2 separate regions of the Rattus norvegicus genome follow, and region 1 is linked to region 2. A link is a contact called in public Hi-C data. All regions are on one chromosome and are shown on one strand. The core of a region is the stretch at or near the end of the contact, and the rest is flanking DNA. Distances in the headings are between cores, read along the strand shown. Region 1 overlaps Tiam2 (TIAM Rac1 associated GEF 2). Region 2 overlaps Tiam2 (TIAM Rac1 associated GEF 2).

Region 1 (3,077 bases), core at 339-2,838, 100 kb before region 2:
TGCACATGTGTTTGTATATGAGAATACGTGTGTCGGTGTGTGTCAGTGTGTATATGTGAGTCTGTGTGTGCTGAATGTACTTACAGCGAGACCTCTGCCATCTTAATGTTTTTGTTTTATGTATAAAAAATTTTTCCTACATGTCTACATGTCTGTGTATCACACACATGCAGTGCCCACAGAGGACAAGAGGAGGGTATCAGGTCCCCTAAAACTAGAGTTACAGATATTGTGAGTTGCCAAGTGGGAGCTGGGAATTAAACCCGGACTCTATGGAAGAAGCAGACAGTGCTCTCAACCACCGATCCATCTCTTTAGCCAAATTTAACTGTTTAAAAAAGCATTTGTTTAGGACTCTCTGGCCACAAAGAGGCACATACATACATACAGACAAGCAGACAGACAGACAGACAGACAGACAGAGAGACAATCACACACACACACACACGGGAGGCGGAGGTGGGGTGGGGAGAGAGAACCAGAATCCTCTCAATGTTGCCAAATATTCCTTCTCTCCTTACGTGTAAGGATCAGAACTCTCTAAACTGGGCATCCCTCTTCCAGAGCAATAACACCTAGTCCTGAAGCTCAGCTTAAGAAAACAGAAGGAGCTAACACCATACTTTTCCCCAACACAGATCGTATGAGACTTATGGACTCAGTGACTCTGAACTTCACAAACCATACTAGCCATGCTGTGGCTGTGTACCCAGGACTAAGGCAGGATGAAGAGCATACACCATGCCAGGGTAGCTTTCATCCCTCCAGCTCCCACTCACAGCAGCCCCTAGACAAAGTCACACCCTGCACACCACAGATAACTATTGGACAAAGTATGTGGGGAGTGTGTGTGTGTGTGTGTGTGAGTGCATGTAAGAGTGTGTGAGAGTGTGAATGTGTGAGTCTCTGTGTATGTGTGTCTGTATGTGAATGAGTGACAGTGTGAGTGTGTGTCTCCACGTATATGTGTCAGTGTGTGTATGTGAGAGTTCAGAGAAGCTGAAGGATTAAGGACAGATTCTGGACCAAATCAGTGTTCAAAAGCTGTGTGTGCTCAAGAGGCCTTGCATGAAACTATGGAAAGCAAGAAAAAATGAAAACAAATTATCAAGCAAATTATTAGCCTAAGAAGAGCCCTAAAACACAGGGTATTTACACCCTGTGATACTGTAGATTTAGTTATTGATCAAATATGCCAAGACAATTGAATAACTTGGTTTACAGGCCCTCATTTATCGCATACTCCAACTAGGGCCCAGATCCTAATGCTTTTACTACTAAATCCGCCCATGATGTCACAGTTCTTGTGATGTAAGGTTCCTCCTGTGGACACTGCTGAAAGGAGATCTAGCCTTCAACACATGTGGAGGTATTCAAAATCTAACTCACAGCCAGAGGATAAAATAAGCCCAACTAAGCATTATCGTCAAGATCAAAATGGCTCGAATTGTGTGTCTTCCCCAGTCTCCATGTCAGGGTCCTGATTCCCAAGGTGACAGAATTGGGGAATGGTGCTTTCTGGGAGGTGAGTCGTCTCTTGTTGCTAAGCACTGGTGAGTAAGTATGCACTCATAAAGAGAACACAGAGAATTCCTCTGCTGTTTCCACCAAAGACAGCCAAGCAAGACAACACCATCTAGACCCAAGGAAGTGGGCCTTATCCGGCATGGACTCTGCCCATGGCTTGATGGAGGACTTTCAGATTCCAGATGCATGAACAATAACTTTCTATTGTTCAAAAACCACTTTGTTTATGGAGTTTGTTATGGTGTACCTGCCGGGATCCCAGCTAAGTGTCACATACTTATCATACATACAATTTAGCACTACTATGCTAGTGTGCACAAGAGCCCCAAGCCACCTTTCCTGCTACTTCTACCCTAAACCAAATGGCCCCTGCCCTCCTCCCACCTGGAAACCCTTCCCCTGCATAACTCATCTTCTTCCAGCAGCTCATCTTCACCATTCCCTCTTTCCCAGCCCAACCTCAACCCTGTGGCCTCTCAGAGCATTTGAAGACTACACCAGCTCCCACCTAATCTACCACTCTAGAAGGGTCTTACCGTCATGCTTACCAGACGTGCTTTCTAACCAGATTATACAGTTCCTAGAAATAAGATTCCCATTTCATAGTTATTTTCGCACGTTCAAATCAGACGCATCTCTGAGAAACATCAGTATGTGCAGATTGGAGAATATTAGTCACGGGGAGAAGAATTGAGAGGGGAGAAGATGACTCACATGGGGGCACAGTAGGAGGCTACCAGAGCACACGCAATCAACGGTACCTGGTTTTCGATGGCCTTCCTGTTCTTGGGGTCGCTCACCACAGACAGCTGCAGCTCTGCCATCTTCTTCATCTTGCTGTCCATGTCTATCTTCTGAAGCAGGCCTCTGGTCTGGCTCTTCAGCAGCCGCACCGTGTCTTCTTTCCCATGCTTCTTTGCAAAGAGGGATGCGCACGCCGAGTGTATGGCAGTGATCCAGTTTTCCAGATCCGTCTGGCTAGTGGCCTAAACATGGGATGGGGGAACTGTTTGAGATTATTTGAACTGAAAAGTTCTCTCCAAAGTGGAAGAGTAAGTGTTGATGTGTCAAACCCAAGGGGTCTCTTCACAAAAGCAAAAAACAAAAAACAAAATAAAAATGTTAAATTTCCCAAATGTAAACACCCAGCTCAGGTTCAAGCGTCTATGCTGGCTGGTTCTAACTTCTAGCTTGGTACAGCCTAGGATCTCCCAGCACAGCTCTCTGTGAGGCACTGTGTAGGTTAATATGGCCTGTGGGCATGTCTATGAGACAGTCTTGACTGCTTTGATATGAAAAGGCCAGGCTGAAAGTGGGAGCTCCATTCCCTGGCTTTGTGTCGTGGACTGTTTAAGAGCAGAGAAAGAGAGCTGAACACTAACTGCGTGTGCATTTGTTTCTTTCTTGGCCCTAGACTGTGACTATGATATGATTAGCCATCTTAACCCCTCCCCCCAATACTGCAACTTCCCCACAGTGATGGATTGTGACATAGAATCATGAACTAAAGAAAATAAATCTTTTTTAGGTTGATTTTTGTCTGGGTGTTT
Region 2 (2,829 bases), core at 278-2,777:
GCACAAAGAATGACACCCGTCTCAAAAAAATTATTAATAATAATCAAAACCAGCCTGGCCTACCTGCACAGAATTATAATTTGAGCTGCCTGGCAGGCTAAGGCAAAAAGATTATAAGTTCAAGGCCAGCTTGAGCGACAGAGAGAGTCAGAGGGAGGCTAATGATCCCTCTCTGGAAAGGCTGTAAAGGGGACAGTGACATCAGCAGGATTATTTGCCTAACATGTACAACACAGCAGTCTCTAGTCCTAGCACCACCCCTCCCCCAAAATGGCCTTGAAGGGAGGGGTTCCACACTACGGGGGAGGTACAGAGAGAAACGGGACCAGAAACACAATGTTTACAGGAACCTCGTCTTGAAGAAAAGAGCACCTCTTCAAAATTGTGGGCCCTGCTCAAACACTTCATGGTTCTATTTAAACACCCCCTCTTTTCTTTCTACAAAGAAAACCCCTGAGTATCAGCCTGGATATATTTACAACACTCCCCTTGGAGGATGACCAAGGTCTACATTTGGTTTTAAAAGATGGTTCTTCCTACATGGCAGCTATCTCGAAAGGCCAAGACACACATTCAGAGGAGCCCAGCCTCTCGTTAACATTTTCCAAGCATACAGTAGCTATGCCATTTGGCACTCACCACAACCCCTCCCGAAAGCACCCAAAGACTGCCAACTTCCCTGTGCTTTTTTACAAGAAGAATTCTTGAAAAAAAAAAAAAAGCATCTATTTGCAGAAGAATTCCACTTTTACTGGGATGGCCATCAAAAGTTTACTGTCCCCCGCAGGGAGTCCACTAGTTTTTAGTGACTTGGCCCAATATCAAAACAGCTGCAATTAAATGGAGTTGTGCGGGTCAGATAAGATATTAAAACAGAGGGCTATCCCCATGGAACTAAAATCATGCTTAGCACATGTTCGAGTTACATACGCCGCCCAGGGCAAACGACTGTGAGACGCACCTCCCAGGAGGAAAAGTAGGTCAACTCAACTCCCTGAGCTAGTCACTAGGCCTCAGCACAGAGCAGAGCTGGGCTGAAGCAACTGTCCAGGCTGCTTCAAAATTCCAACCTCATACTCAATGACTTTAATGGGAGACAAAGCTGAGAGTCACAAGGGTGACAAATCAGGGTATGCAAAACTTGAGACACTTTAGGATCACGGTGGCTCTGCAGCTTGGGCCTAAGGGAGAAAACGAATTCACGCACCAGACGATGCCCTGTCCTCAAGGTTTCCCTACCAGTGCGAATCCTACAGTTCCCACGAGCTCCTTAATGACAGGCTCATCTTAAAAACAGGAACCTTTTGATATCATTTCATGTGTCAGAGGGATCACCGATGACTAACAAGGCCTGCAGAGACGGTTTCTAAATTTAATCAGTGTTTGTAGCTCTTCCCAAGGTTTAAGAAAACAAACCCATCAAGTGTATGCTTGCCACAGAAGCACTGGGATGGATGGAGAGGTTCAGGGCAAGCCTGGACCACGTGGCCATAGCTGGAGGCAGTGAATGGGGGACAAGAAGGTGGGGGCAGAGACAGAAAGGGAAAAGGACAGGGAGGACGTTACCCAGTACAAACCTTGTCACCTGTGAGTCACAGGGGAGCTGCAATAGTTTCATGGATTTGCTGCCCCAATGCAATGGTAAAAATGTTAAGGTTGTCATGGAGATCTCTATGTGGCTTAAATTCCTACCAACCACACATTCCTACCATAAATGCGTCTGCAGTCATGGCATAGGAGCACTACAAAGAGGGGTGGGGGTGGGGTACACAAACGTCAGTGCGGCTATGTTGCCTCCAAGGGTTCAGCCTCACATCTGCTGGGCAGCACCAAAAAACAAACAGTCCTCAGCTTCCCAGTTGTCACTTAGGGTACATGGGCAGGAGGGCTCAATGGGCACAGAGCTTTGCTGTGCAAACATGAGGACTTGAGTCCAATCCTCAGTACCCATGGGACAGAGTCAAGAACAATGGCAAGAAATAAAAGATTTGGGGGGCTTTTGGGAGGGTTTTTTTTTTGGTTTGTTTTTTGTTTTGTTTTGGTTGTTGTTGTTTTGTTTTGAGGCCAGCCTGGGCTACATAGTAAGACTGTATCTCAAGGGAAAAAAAATTAGGATAGAGGCCTCAGCAAAGAAGAATACTTGTTGCTCTTGCAGAGGACCTGGGTTCAGTTCCCAACACCTACATGGCATCTCACGACCACCTGTAACTCCAATTCTAGAAGATCTGGTGCTTCTCCTGGATTTGGCAGAAGCCAAGCATACATGCAGTGCCCTTACACGCATTCAGCCAAAACACTCATCTGCACATAATAATAATTGCCTTATTAAAGTGACAGTATGGGGCCAAAAAGGTGGGTGGGTGCAAGCCTGACACCATGAATTCAGTCCCCAAAGTCACAGTGAAGAAGAGAATGTGTGAAAAGATAGCATGTACCCATGCACACACAGGGGGAGGGAGAGTAGAGGGAGAGAGAGCGCTCAAGCAATAGGGCACAATAACAAAATAAAGAAGGGACTAGGGATACAGCTCAGGGGGTAAGAACCCTGGCCACACATGGACCACAGTCTACACCCCAGACTCACACCATGGCTGCCCATGTGCCTATAAACCTCAGTGCTGTGGGGGTAGAGACTGTAGAATTTTCTGGCCACTGCTCTAGCTCCAGGTTCAGTGAGAGACTCACACCAGCAGAGAGTGGTCGGACTTTGTAGGACCCGCGGTGACTCGTAACTGGTCAGAGAGGCAAGAATCCATGACTGTTGACTCATGTGTGTGTGTGTGTGTGTGTGTGTGTGTGTGTACAATGTATATGTGCACATATTCACAT

Evidence for each region. Hi-C and Micro-C count contacts between places; a contact is called where the count stands out from the background.
Region 1: a contact with region 2 is called in a Hi-C map of the A7r5 cell line, with 1.5 times the contacts expected there. The contact joins two enhancer-like sites. A contact is called at or near these places in 2 of 12 Hi-C or Micro-C datasets (the A7r5 cell line and frontal cortex).

The regions. Positions count from the first base shown.
Region 1 is chr1:46,435,977-46,439,053 of GRCr8, reverse strand. It overlaps Tiam2 (TIAM Rac1 associated GEF 2), which reads right to left. Exons shown (of 28, transcript NM_001427474.1): 7 at 2,289-2,513. Among named protein-coding and RNA genes, the nearest start is that of Cldn20, 100 kb to the left of the region's middle. Within about 2 kb of position 1,588, at least 4 of the 93 cell types and tissues checked have an H3K27ac peak or open chromatin away from gene starts, as enhancers often do. A contact at or near this core is called in the A7r5 cell line, where this site is marked.
Region 2 is chr1:46,332,134-46,334,962 of GRCr8, reverse strand. All of the region lies in intron 1 of Tiam2 (TIAM Rac1 associated GEF 2), which reads right to left. Among named protein-coding and RNA genes, the nearest start is that of Tiam2, 10 kb to the right of the region's middle. Within about 2 kb of position 1,527, at least 20 of the 93 cell types and tissues checked have an H3K27ac peak or open chromatin away from gene starts, as enhancers often do. A contact at or near this core is called in the A7r5 cell line, where this site is marked.